2 separate regions of the Mus musculus genome follow, and region 2 is linked to region 1. The links are chromatin contacts, called in public Hi-C maps. All regions are on one chromosome and are shown on one strand. Each heading gives the region's core, a stretch centred on a gene start, on an enhancer-like site or on the middle of the called end of the contact. The rest is flanking DNA. Distances are from core to core; before and after follow the strand shown.

Region 1 (5,148 bases), core at 1,781-4,280:
CCTTACCTAGCACTTGCTAACTTAATACACCTACTAGACGTCCACTCTCCTACCACACAGCTCTTGCTTTTCTCTCAGAGTAATGGATTCACCTCTCTTCCAAACTCCTTTTATCTAAGTAGACGCACTGGTTATAGACTCATAACTATACTTGGACCCCTCATCACACATATGTGAACATGCTTAGTCATGTTCTCCTTGTAGCTTGCTACCTCCAAGAAGCAACGGGAACTTATTCACCAGTGTCTGTGGCATGGTAAATATATAAATAAGACAAAATTAAAATATTACTCAAGTAAAGGGGCAAGTAAGTCAAGTTCTAAAATAAAGTTCGAATAAAATATAAAATACAGATAAATTAATCTAAGTTACCTTGACATAAAAGTATGTCAAAAATATTTCTAAAAGACTGATTATCATCTCAAACTGGTAATGTATTGAACTTTCTATGATTAAGAATAAAGTGAAACTTGGTGGAATCTAAAGGAGTCAAAATTGATTACAATACAGATGAAAATAGGAAATATTTTATTAAAATTAGAAATACATGCTAAATTATTGAGAAATATTTGTGAATTATCAAGATGTTATCATTTTCCTATAGTAATTTAATTTATAAGTGTAAATTTGTCTAATTAAGCATATATTTGGAAAAATTTAATATGTTTCCTGTTTATGTTACAGAGAACTATAAGGAAAAGTTTCTTATGTGCATCACATAAAGGTTGTCCTATTACCATGACTACCATGAACACATTATAAAAGTTTTATTGTCATTATATGGAATATAGTTATTTTTAAAGAGGAACATATTAATAAAATCCATTTTAGGAACAAATTCCTGATTTTCTTTTCTAAAATAGGTGGATATTTAGTTTTAGTGAACTATTTATCATTACAAAGATTTTACTGTGCAAATAATAATAATAATTCAGCAGCCTGAATTATCTTAAAATATTTCATTACCTCCTTTATTTTTATTGATATTTGCATTATGTGCAATGAACTATTTGAGTTCAAAAATCTCATCCAAGTTTTACAATGAAATGGGCTTGTTTACTTAATAGTTTATACCCCTGTGGAATCAGTTATGTCCTCTTAAAGTTAATTAAAATGTCATATATTCATACTGTATTTTCTTCACTTGCCCAAATGTTTGTTGTTTAGAGCTGACCAGTGGTATTGCATCATTAGGGGGCTCCCCACCCCGGGGAGGAATAATTCTCCTTCTTTCAATAGTTTGTAGTTGTCTATACCTTTTCATTTAAGGATGGTGATAATTGTGATTTCCCACCATTCAACTTGTCATGTCAGCTGGTGTCATTGCTCAGGTCTACTTTAAGCTACCATGTTGTTGAGACTTCATGGGTCCACCTTCCTCTCATTTCTATAAGATTGTCTTTTAGCAGATATCCTTGGGCTCTTACAATATCTCCTGTCTCTCTTCAGTGATGTTCCTTCTGTGTTGTGATGGCATTGTGGCTGTGTCTGTTGTAGCTGAGCACCCAACAGTCAGTTGTTCTCTGCAGCTTGGCCAGTTGTAGCTTTCTGCAATTGTGTTTGTTTGTTTAGAAAAGAAGTGTCTTCGATAAGTAGTGAGAGCTACTTTTATCTATGGGAATACAGATGAGTATTCAGAACAAAATGATTATCCTTTTCATTAGAATAAAAAAGAAATTAGAAAATTATCATTCAAAATTTATAATGTAAATAATAGTGAGTAGCCCCACACAAACCACCATATAGTAAACTGGCGAGCTTTGATTCAGATTCTCTGAACGTGATGATGCCAATTCAAATGGATATTTTGGTCATAGTTTTATTTATTACTGATTTAACTTAATTAAATATAGATACTAATTGGGTTTCTAAATAGTGGGATGACTGAAAGTGAACACTGAGAAAAGCCATCAGGGTACATAGGTAATAGAGAAGAATGGGAGTCCTTGAGAAGTCTCCCAAGTTGAATGAGATGCTGTCTAGAACACCTGTGTAATTAGTGATGACCAAAGGAAAAAAAGATGTAATTTTGCGAGAATATCAAGCTGGGTGTTGAATAGTAATTCTAGCCCATTAATGTGCTACCTTTGAATTTACCTACAGTGCTAAAATGAGAAAGATAATTAAAAAATATTACTGTTACATGTTTTCAATGACTAAATATTTTATGCACCTAGGAATATTAGTCCCCATTGATAAGTTACTTACTAGGTTGAGTCAATGCTTAGGAATTTTAATAGTTGTCCTTCAATCAAGAACCAGTGCTCATCTTTTAGAAGAATAAGGATACATAATCTGTTACTTACTAAGAAATGATGCTCATATTGGCTTAATAATTGCAATTATATTATTTCTAATGACATAATTGCTTTGCTTTGCTTTATTTCTTTTTTTTCTTTTTTTGATTTTTCGAGATAGGGTTTCTCTGTGTACCCCAAGCTATCCTGTAATTCAATTTGTGGACCAGGCTGGCTTCAGAAATCTGCCTGCCTCTGCCTCTCAAGTGCTGTGATTAAAGGTGTGTGCCACCACTACTCGGCTATTTTCTTTCTTTCTTTTTTTTTTTTTTTTGGACATAATTTATTTTCATGCTTAGGTCATCTGAACATTTTTTGAACGACATTTGCATTGTTCATATTAATCTCACTTCAATAACAGCCAATCATTTAATGGTTGTCTTTGAGCCTCCTGGTTCGAAAAGCTGAAATTAGTCCTTCAATGCTCCCAAAATGTGTATTCTCTCTACTTTTTCTCTATCTAACATGGATGCTGTCCTCTGTCCTTCACATATGTGACACTCACATCTGCATTTTATAACAAATGATCACCCATCCAAGCTCACGCTCATGAGCAAAGAAATCTGATACATGCATGGCAGATATGTACAACCTAGGAATGTGGTGGTTTCCCTCATGCCATGTATAGGATAGGGAGATTGCAGAATGAGCAAGCATTAGCAATTCTACTGTTGGCCCAGAAAAAGAAAGGCAGACCTGTGGATGCTCGCTCATAAACATAATGCCTCCTGATGAACTTGCCAAGAATTCCTGTGGGGTAGCTTGGAGAGCAGATGTCTGAATGATCTGCGTGAGTAAGAATTGTGGGTAAATAAAGACAAGACGAACTAGGCGAAATGAATGTAGATCCTTCAAGAACCTCTGTTGGAAAACAAGACAAATGAATTGGATATTGACAAGATATACATGGCCAAGTGAAATGATTTTTGAGATAGGCTCAAATAGCCCTGGCTGAACTCAGATTCATAGTGTAGCCAATAATGGTCTTGGAGTCCTGTTTCTCTGTTGCTATCTGTAATGCTTGAGTTCCAGATTTGGGCCGTGATGCCTGCATTGTTTTGTTTTCGAGAAAGATTATCATCATTATATGCTACATAATTATTTGCAGAGAGGTAAAATGATGGTCTATATTATCTGTTTTATTATTTAAAATGATTTTGTAACTTCAAATGTATTTTGATTATATTCTTCCCCTTCTCCACATCCTTCCAGATCCTGAGAAAGAAGCTTGCTTTAGCGTAGAGGAAGGTAGCTCAGGCACAACTTGGGTAATTTCTTTAGAGAGGTTAGAAGGATAATAGGGTAATCAAACCCAGTGACTCAGAAGGTAGTAGTGAGTATAGAGAGCGAAATTCGTCTACTTCATTTCATTTTGAGATATCATGAAGCTGAGTGTGAGTACATGAATCTTTTGCTATGTATACAGAGGGCAGAGGATAAATAACTAATGAGAAAATTAACATCTTTCTGAGTTATTGCTGTTTTTTTTTTAAATCAGTGACTCTAATTGTAAACAAAAGATGTTTGCATATCCAAATTGTAAATTAATTATCCATAGCCTTCCAACTATCCGTGTGTTCATTGTCGAGTGTAAGCTAGCACTAGTCATTCACTTTTATTATCTCACCTATTTAGGTTTCATTAACGTTCTATGATTTTGTTTAACTACTGGTAGAGAAAGGTTGAAGCTGTTAAGGGCAATGTTCAATTAGCATTTTCCAAAACCAAATTCAGCAACAGAAGGTACCACTGTACTGAGTGTCACCAATTATTCAGAATTTGGGAATCTGTAAGAACCACCTGACCATTAAACCCATCTAGCCGCCCCTGTGTTCTATGCTTTCAACATTAAAACCAAACCATTCAACCCAAAACTCAAAGTATATTTTTGAGAGAGAAAGTGCACTATAGTAATTAAATACCATATGATATGTACAATGAAGACTTTCGAAGAGCTATAGATTTATTATTCCAGAGGAATAAATACAATTTAAGTATCCAGTAATAAAGGAAACTGTTATTTTCCATGTGCTTATTTCATTTTATTTGTATGGATATTTTGCCTGCGTGTATGTCTGTATGACAAGGGTGCCCATGAAAGCATGGAGAGGCTGTGAGATCCTCTGGAAGTAGAGTTATAGACTGTTATTAGCACAATAGAGATGCTAAGAATATGTACATGCACATAATTAGAATAAATTTGAAAAATCCAGGGAATACATATACATGTTCATATATATATATATACATATATATACACATATATATGTATATATATACATATACATATATATATGTATATGCATGGAACAATCTACTCCACTGCCCCCAAACTAATAAAAATCATAACAGTACATTTTCTACAATACGAATGATAATAATGTTTTTTACTGACTTTCTATTGCTATGTAACTGACTTTTAGAGAAATTTAGAAGATAAATTGCTTGTCATATTTCTCCCAGTATTATCGCAAATCATAGCTAATGAGAAGCTTCTTGGAAATAGTTTTAAATTCAGCATATATTGTAGATTCAACAGGCACTAATTAAACAGACGCTCTATATGCTTTATCTCCGCACAAAGGATTCAGGATGGAGATTTCCAAGTCGTCCAATGACAAGTGATATACATTTTAAAGCATACCTGACACTTTTCCTCCTTCCTCTGGGACTTGGCTCTGGCAGGTTGGAGGGGGAAAATAACAACACCAATTACATCAGTCATTGTGAGGAATAAAGTTCATTCCGTGTAAATTGAGTTGGTACTCTTGAAAGTGCACTGACTTAGAACTGCAGGACTAGAGACTGAGTTCTTGATTGTGTGGCTCACACCTCTTCAAACTCAGGGAGT
Region 2 (5,347 bases), core at 16-2,515, 100 kb before region 1:
AGAACCCGCACTATTGTCCCAACGCCATGCTGAGAGCAGCTCAGGACGCCTGACCTCGGTAGCCTGCTCAGTGGTCCTGGCAAAGCCTCTTTCGTGACAGAACAAATAAGCTGTTAATTGCAGTCTGGCTGTGATTTTAAAAACAAAAAACAAAACAAAACAAAACAAAAAAACTGAACAACTATAGTTCCAGCCTCCAGCCTGAGGCAAAGAGCAGTGGGAGCTGAGTTGTGGCCCCTCAGCTGCAGACTGGATCAAGGCTAAATCCCGGTGCTGAAATGACAGCTCTCCCGCTGCGGCAGGTCCGCTCTGAATGGCAGCAGACAGATGATCGAGTCCAGCGTTTACTTCCTACCCCTCCATGTCGCCTTCCCGTCTCCGCGCCCCCCTGCCTCTCCTCCTGGGGACTTTCTCCTACACTTGGTGGCGACCAGCCTCAGCGGTGGGAACTGAGGATGCGAAAACCTCCCAGGCGCAGAAAAGATCGGTTTTCCAGACGTGTTTGGGTTTGAGTAGCAGGGCGCGGGCTCGGCTAGAGCCCCGAGGAGCCCGCGCCCGCCCGCCCGCCCGCCCGCCTCGCTCCCGCGCCCGTCCTCCCTCCCGCCCGCTCGCCCGCTCGCCCGCTCGCCCGCCCGCCAGCTCGCCCGCCGCGGGGGAGGCCGGACTCTGGTCCGGGCGCAGCGCTCCGCCGGGGACGCGCGCACCCACGAGCACGCGCGCGGGAGGGTTGCCCAGCGGCGGGTGCGCGCCGAGGAACGCGCGGGCCCCCTTCGCGCGCAGCCCGGGGAGAGCGAGCGCCGCGCGCCGGCGCGCACGCCCGCCACACAGCTTTACTATCTCGTGCCCTCGCGCGCCTCCCTCCTCGCCCGGCATTCAAACAGCTTCCCGACGTCGCCAGCCCAGGATTTTACCCCCAGCTCCTCAGCCGCGCTCCGTCCATCAGTACCTGGCAGGGAGGAGGGCCGGGGAGGAGGGCGCACCAAGCAAGCAAACGGCTCCTGCTCCAGCCTCGCCACCGGCCGGGAGCACTCCTGCCACCAGCCCACCGCCCAACACGCCGCCCCAGCCAGCGCCGCCGGCCACTTCTCAGCGCTTTTTTGGCTTCTTGGCCAATCCGTTTGTTGCGGGGGGGTGGGTTTGGGAAAACACATCTGCGCTCTTTATCCACTTCCATTTTTCTGTTTGGTGTTTCTGTGGAGTCTCCCTTCAGGGGGCCTCTCCCCGCCTCTCCTTTGAAGGCTTCATTCACTTGGATAAGGCGCAAGGCTCTGGCCGCTGGATACCACCGCCCCCCCCCCTATTATTTTTTTTTCCTTTTTTTCCCTCTGCCTTTCGTTTGCATGCATTATTTTTTTTCCAATCATAAATCTTAATATTTGAAGCTGAACCGGGGGGAAAAATGGGCAACGGTGATTGGGACCGAAGGGGAGTCTCTCCATCACTGTTGTTGGGACGTGTGCCTGTTCTGGTGTCTTAGATCAAGAGCCTCCCGGAGCTTTCGGAGTGGAAGGTAAGGAAAGGGGCCTAAGGGTCACCTCTGTCTTCTGGGGGGTCGCCCGGAGAGACTTGGGCTCAGTTTGGGGGGATGGAAGTCAAGGCTGTTGCTGGCGGATGGCAAGATTCTGAGCTTACTAAAACGCCGCAGTTGAAAAGTTAAGAGAAGTCTGTTTTTGAAGAGGTGTGCTGGATGGGAAGGAATAGGGAGAGAGACCCAGAAAATCTAGCAACTCGTGCGTGATTGAGGTAATTTTAGCGGGGGCGGAGGGGGGTAGGTTAAAAGGAAGTTAGGATAGAGTAGGATTGGGTCTTCTGTTGGGGGAAAAAATCAGTGGAGTGATGGCGCCGTCTATGTTCGGCTAAACTAAAGTGTCACCCAGAAGATCAGTTTGAGAATAGCTAAACTCAGTGCTGGTTTGCCTCTCAGAAAGAGCCAAATAAATAAATAAATAAATACAACATTCTGGAGCCCTCAGTGACCATCCCTTAGGCAACCTCTGGCCCTTATTTTTCCTTAGACAGATATACGGTTGTTTGAACAGGGCCTGCAGTGGGGGTGGGGGCAGTTCAATGATTCATATTTCTTATTATATAGAAACAAACAAGACTTCGTACCCCAAGAATGGTTAAAAATAAAGAGCGTTACATGAAGGGTGGAAGAGAGATGTGAAATCAGCTCTTCCCTTCTCTTCTAATCACTGATAAGCACACTATTGCAGACATCCACTGCCAAATAAATGGAAGCAGAAATACCGATTTTTTTTTTAATAAGGAAAAGAAATACGACCTCCTTTTGAGTTCCTGATTATAAAATGAAGCCCCCTTTCATGGTTGGAATTCCTAATTTAGACACTTACTGTCACATCGGCTTTCAACGCCTACACTCTATCCTGAAGAACACTGCGCAGACCTGCATTGCCTGCAAAGTGCTACAGCGTGCACACACACACACACACACACACACACACACACGAGACTGTTCCCATTTTTTTTAAACACACGTAACCTCTAAAATATCATTACCTTTATTTATTTATTTATTTACTTATTTTCAACTGGAAAAGGCATTACTCAGTGAGCTGTGTGTTTGGAAGAGAAAACGCTATTCTGATAGTCCTATCAGCTCTGGGTTTATTTTAAACTGCTGTTGTGTAGAGATTTACAGTTGGGGCTGTTTTGGCCTCTGTCAAGACATAGTGTTTGAATCATACTCTGTGAAATGCAGATCTGTTCAGGGACTTTGGTCACTGGATTGGGAGTGCATGTGTTGCTGTGTTATGCAATGGCAAAGAAGAAGGTTGTATGCTTTAGTTCAAAGACCAGACAGAGAAGGCATGAAAACTCTTAACAGTCTCTATGTCTGTCTGTCTGTCTGTCTCTGTGTATAGAATGGTGGAGGAGACTTCAGTTTAAAGCCTTTTAAAATGAACTTGATATCACTTTTATCAGCTTAAGGGCTGAACAGCAACAACAAAAACAAAAAGCATTGTCATTCATTCTGAGGAATAACTTTCTAAAGGTTAAAGATGAAAAAAATTAAGTTATATTGGGATTAATAAGTTATAGAGGTAAATATAATCAAGGATGCTTTGGTTGTGCAAAGCTGGGGCAAAAATCAATGTAAGAAGAACAACCTGGAACACTTGTTAGAAAGGCAGGAATTCGGCCACTGAAGTCGGCCAGGGAGCAAACACAATGCTAGGATTTTTCATGCACTATGTGTAAATCCCAATTTATAAGCTATGACTCTTACTAAAACCACCATAATTTGGAGAAACATAGCCTAGGCAAGCTCAGTGGCTGCAGTTCTGGGGTCCCCCACCCCCAACACTGCCTTTGGATACAGATACTAATACAGCGATCCACTTTATGCATCCCAGGAGGGCACGGCCTATGAAATGACTGCCTGGAATCTCACACTTAGTGGTGATGCCGAGCATCAGGTCTTTCCGGTCCATCTACCCATCTATGCCCTCTCCCAGATGATTCCTTCAAAATCTGACGCGTCCCCACGAATTCCCAAGTGGTTTTTTTTTTTTGCACAGGAATGTCTCACCAGTTCACACAGTGGCCCCTGCAAAGGCAAGTAGGGGCATTGGGGAGATGATATTCCATCTGGAAGGAATGATCGTCTTTGCTTTTAAAGCTGTGGCTGTAATTTACCACGATTACTTCTCACAGTCCACAGGAAAGGAATAATGCGATGACAGCTGCTTCCAGATTATCAGGTTAGATTTCGTGTGTTGCTGTTTACTGCAGGCAGAAGACTGAGGGAGAGGGAAGGTTCTGGAGTTTAAGTCAGTACCTCAGCAATTAACATGCAGGTTATTGCTACTCCAAAACAAAACAGAACAAAACACCATGCTTTCCCACTTCACTTGATAGAATGATAATGGATGTGCAGGAAATCCTGGTGGATGAATTAGGACATAACTATTAATAATCTATTAAATGTTATTTTTAAATTGAACGGTGAGAACTTGTCCATCACTACCAACCACGTGAGGGCGCTCTTCACACAGCAACTGATAATTTCCTGGCGTTATAAAATAAAAATCACCTGCCCTTCTTTTTTAAAAAGGGCTTTTTTTTTAAAAACGGAATTCTTGAAAACAGCTGGCAGAAATATTGAAAGGGTTTTGTTTTTTCAATGCCTGTGGTCGTCTGCTTGCGTCTCACTTCCTTTGCCATTCTTACAGGCCAAATGACATAGGATGAAGGCTGTTCGTAACCTGCTGATTTATATATTTTCCACCTATCTCCTGGTTATGTTTGGATTTAATGCTGCCCAAGACTTCTGGTGTTCCACTTTGGTGAAGGGAGTCATTTATGGATCCTATTCTGTAAGTGAAATGTTTCCCAAAAACTTTACAAACTGCACCTGGACACTGGAAAATCCAGATCCAACCAAATATAGCATTTACCTGAAATTTTCCAAAAAGGACCTTAGCTGCTCTAACTTTTCCCTTCTGGCTTATCAGTTTGATCATTTTTCCCATGAAAAAATAAAGGATCTTTTGAGAAAGAACCATTCCATAATGCAACTTTGCAGTTCCAAGAATGCTTTTGTTTTTCTACAGTACGATAAAAATTTCATTCAGATACGCCGGGTATTTCCAACTGATTTCCCAGGATTACAGAAAAAAGTCGAAGAGGATCAGAAATCTTTTTTTGAGTTTTTGGTACTGAACAAGGTGAGCCCGAGCCAGTTTGGTTGCCATGTCTTATGCACTTGGTTGGAAAGCTGCTTAAAATCCGAAAATGGGAGAACCGAGTCTTGTGGAATTATGTACACAAAATGCACGTGCCCCCAGCACTTGGGAGAGTGGGGAATAGATGACCAGTCCCTGGTTCTGTTAAATAACGTCGTGTTACCCCTGAATGAGCAGACGGAGGGTTGCCTGACTCAGGAGCTGCAAACTACTCAAGTCTGCAATCTGACCAGGGAGGCCAAGAGACCACCCAAAGAAGGTAAGTGCTCAGAGGCAGGGGGAGTGGGGGCTGGGGCTGGGGAGGGTTTGCATGGAAGTAACCCTTTCTGGTTCACTACTTCAGCCTACTCTTTGCTCCTTTATCCTGTCAACTTTGAAGTGACTTGAATATGTGGTCTTCTCTGTTGCATGGCTCTAAAGTGAGCTTCAGCCTTCATGACTTTAGAGGCAAGCAGAGGAGATGGGTTGCTTAGCAATGTGCTACAGAAGTATGGGTAGAGTATTCAAGGGAAGAGAGAGATAGAAATGAGACCTCAGTTGTGTTGGGGGTTGGTAAGGAGGAAAAAGTGTGCTTTTATTCAGGCTCCAGGTCAGGAAATCTACATATGATCCAAATGTAAAGTGGAAAGGCAGACTTC

Evidence for each region. Hi-C and Micro-C count contacts between places; a contact is called where the count stands out from the background.
Region 2: a Hi-C map of cerebellar granule neurons shows a contact between it and region 1, with 2.1 times the contacts expected there. The contact joins the promoter of Adgrb3 here to the enhancer-like site in region 1. A contact is called at or near these places in 2 of 484 Hi-C or Micro-C datasets (cerebellar granule neurons and cerebellum), 1 of 115 datasets of contacts at active chromatin or transcription factors (embryonic stem cells) and 3 of 9 other capture datasets (adipose tissue, liver and pancreatic islet).

The regions. Positions count from the first base shown.
Region 1 is chr1:25,727,918-25,733,065 of GRCm38.p6, reverse strand. The region is part of intron 2 of Adgrb3 (adhesion G protein-coupled receptor B3); the gene reads left to right. Among named protein-coding and RNA genes, the nearest start is that of Adgrb3, 99 kb to the left of the region's middle. Within about 2 kb of position 3,030, at least 1 of the 459 cell types and tissues checked has an H3K27ac peak or open chromatin away from gene starts, as enhancers often do. A contact at or near this core is called in cerebellar granule neurons, where this site is marked.
Region 2 is chr1:25,825,625-25,830,971 of GRCm38.p6, reverse strand. Adgrb3 (adhesion G protein-coupled receptor B3) reads left to right here and starts at 1,265. Exons shown (of 31, transcript NM_175642.4): 1 at 1,265-1,510; 2 at 4,197-4,968. The coding sequence starts at 4,212. Gm9884 (predicted gene 9884) reads right to left here and starts at 542. Exons shown (of 2, transcript NR_169046.1): 1 at 1-542.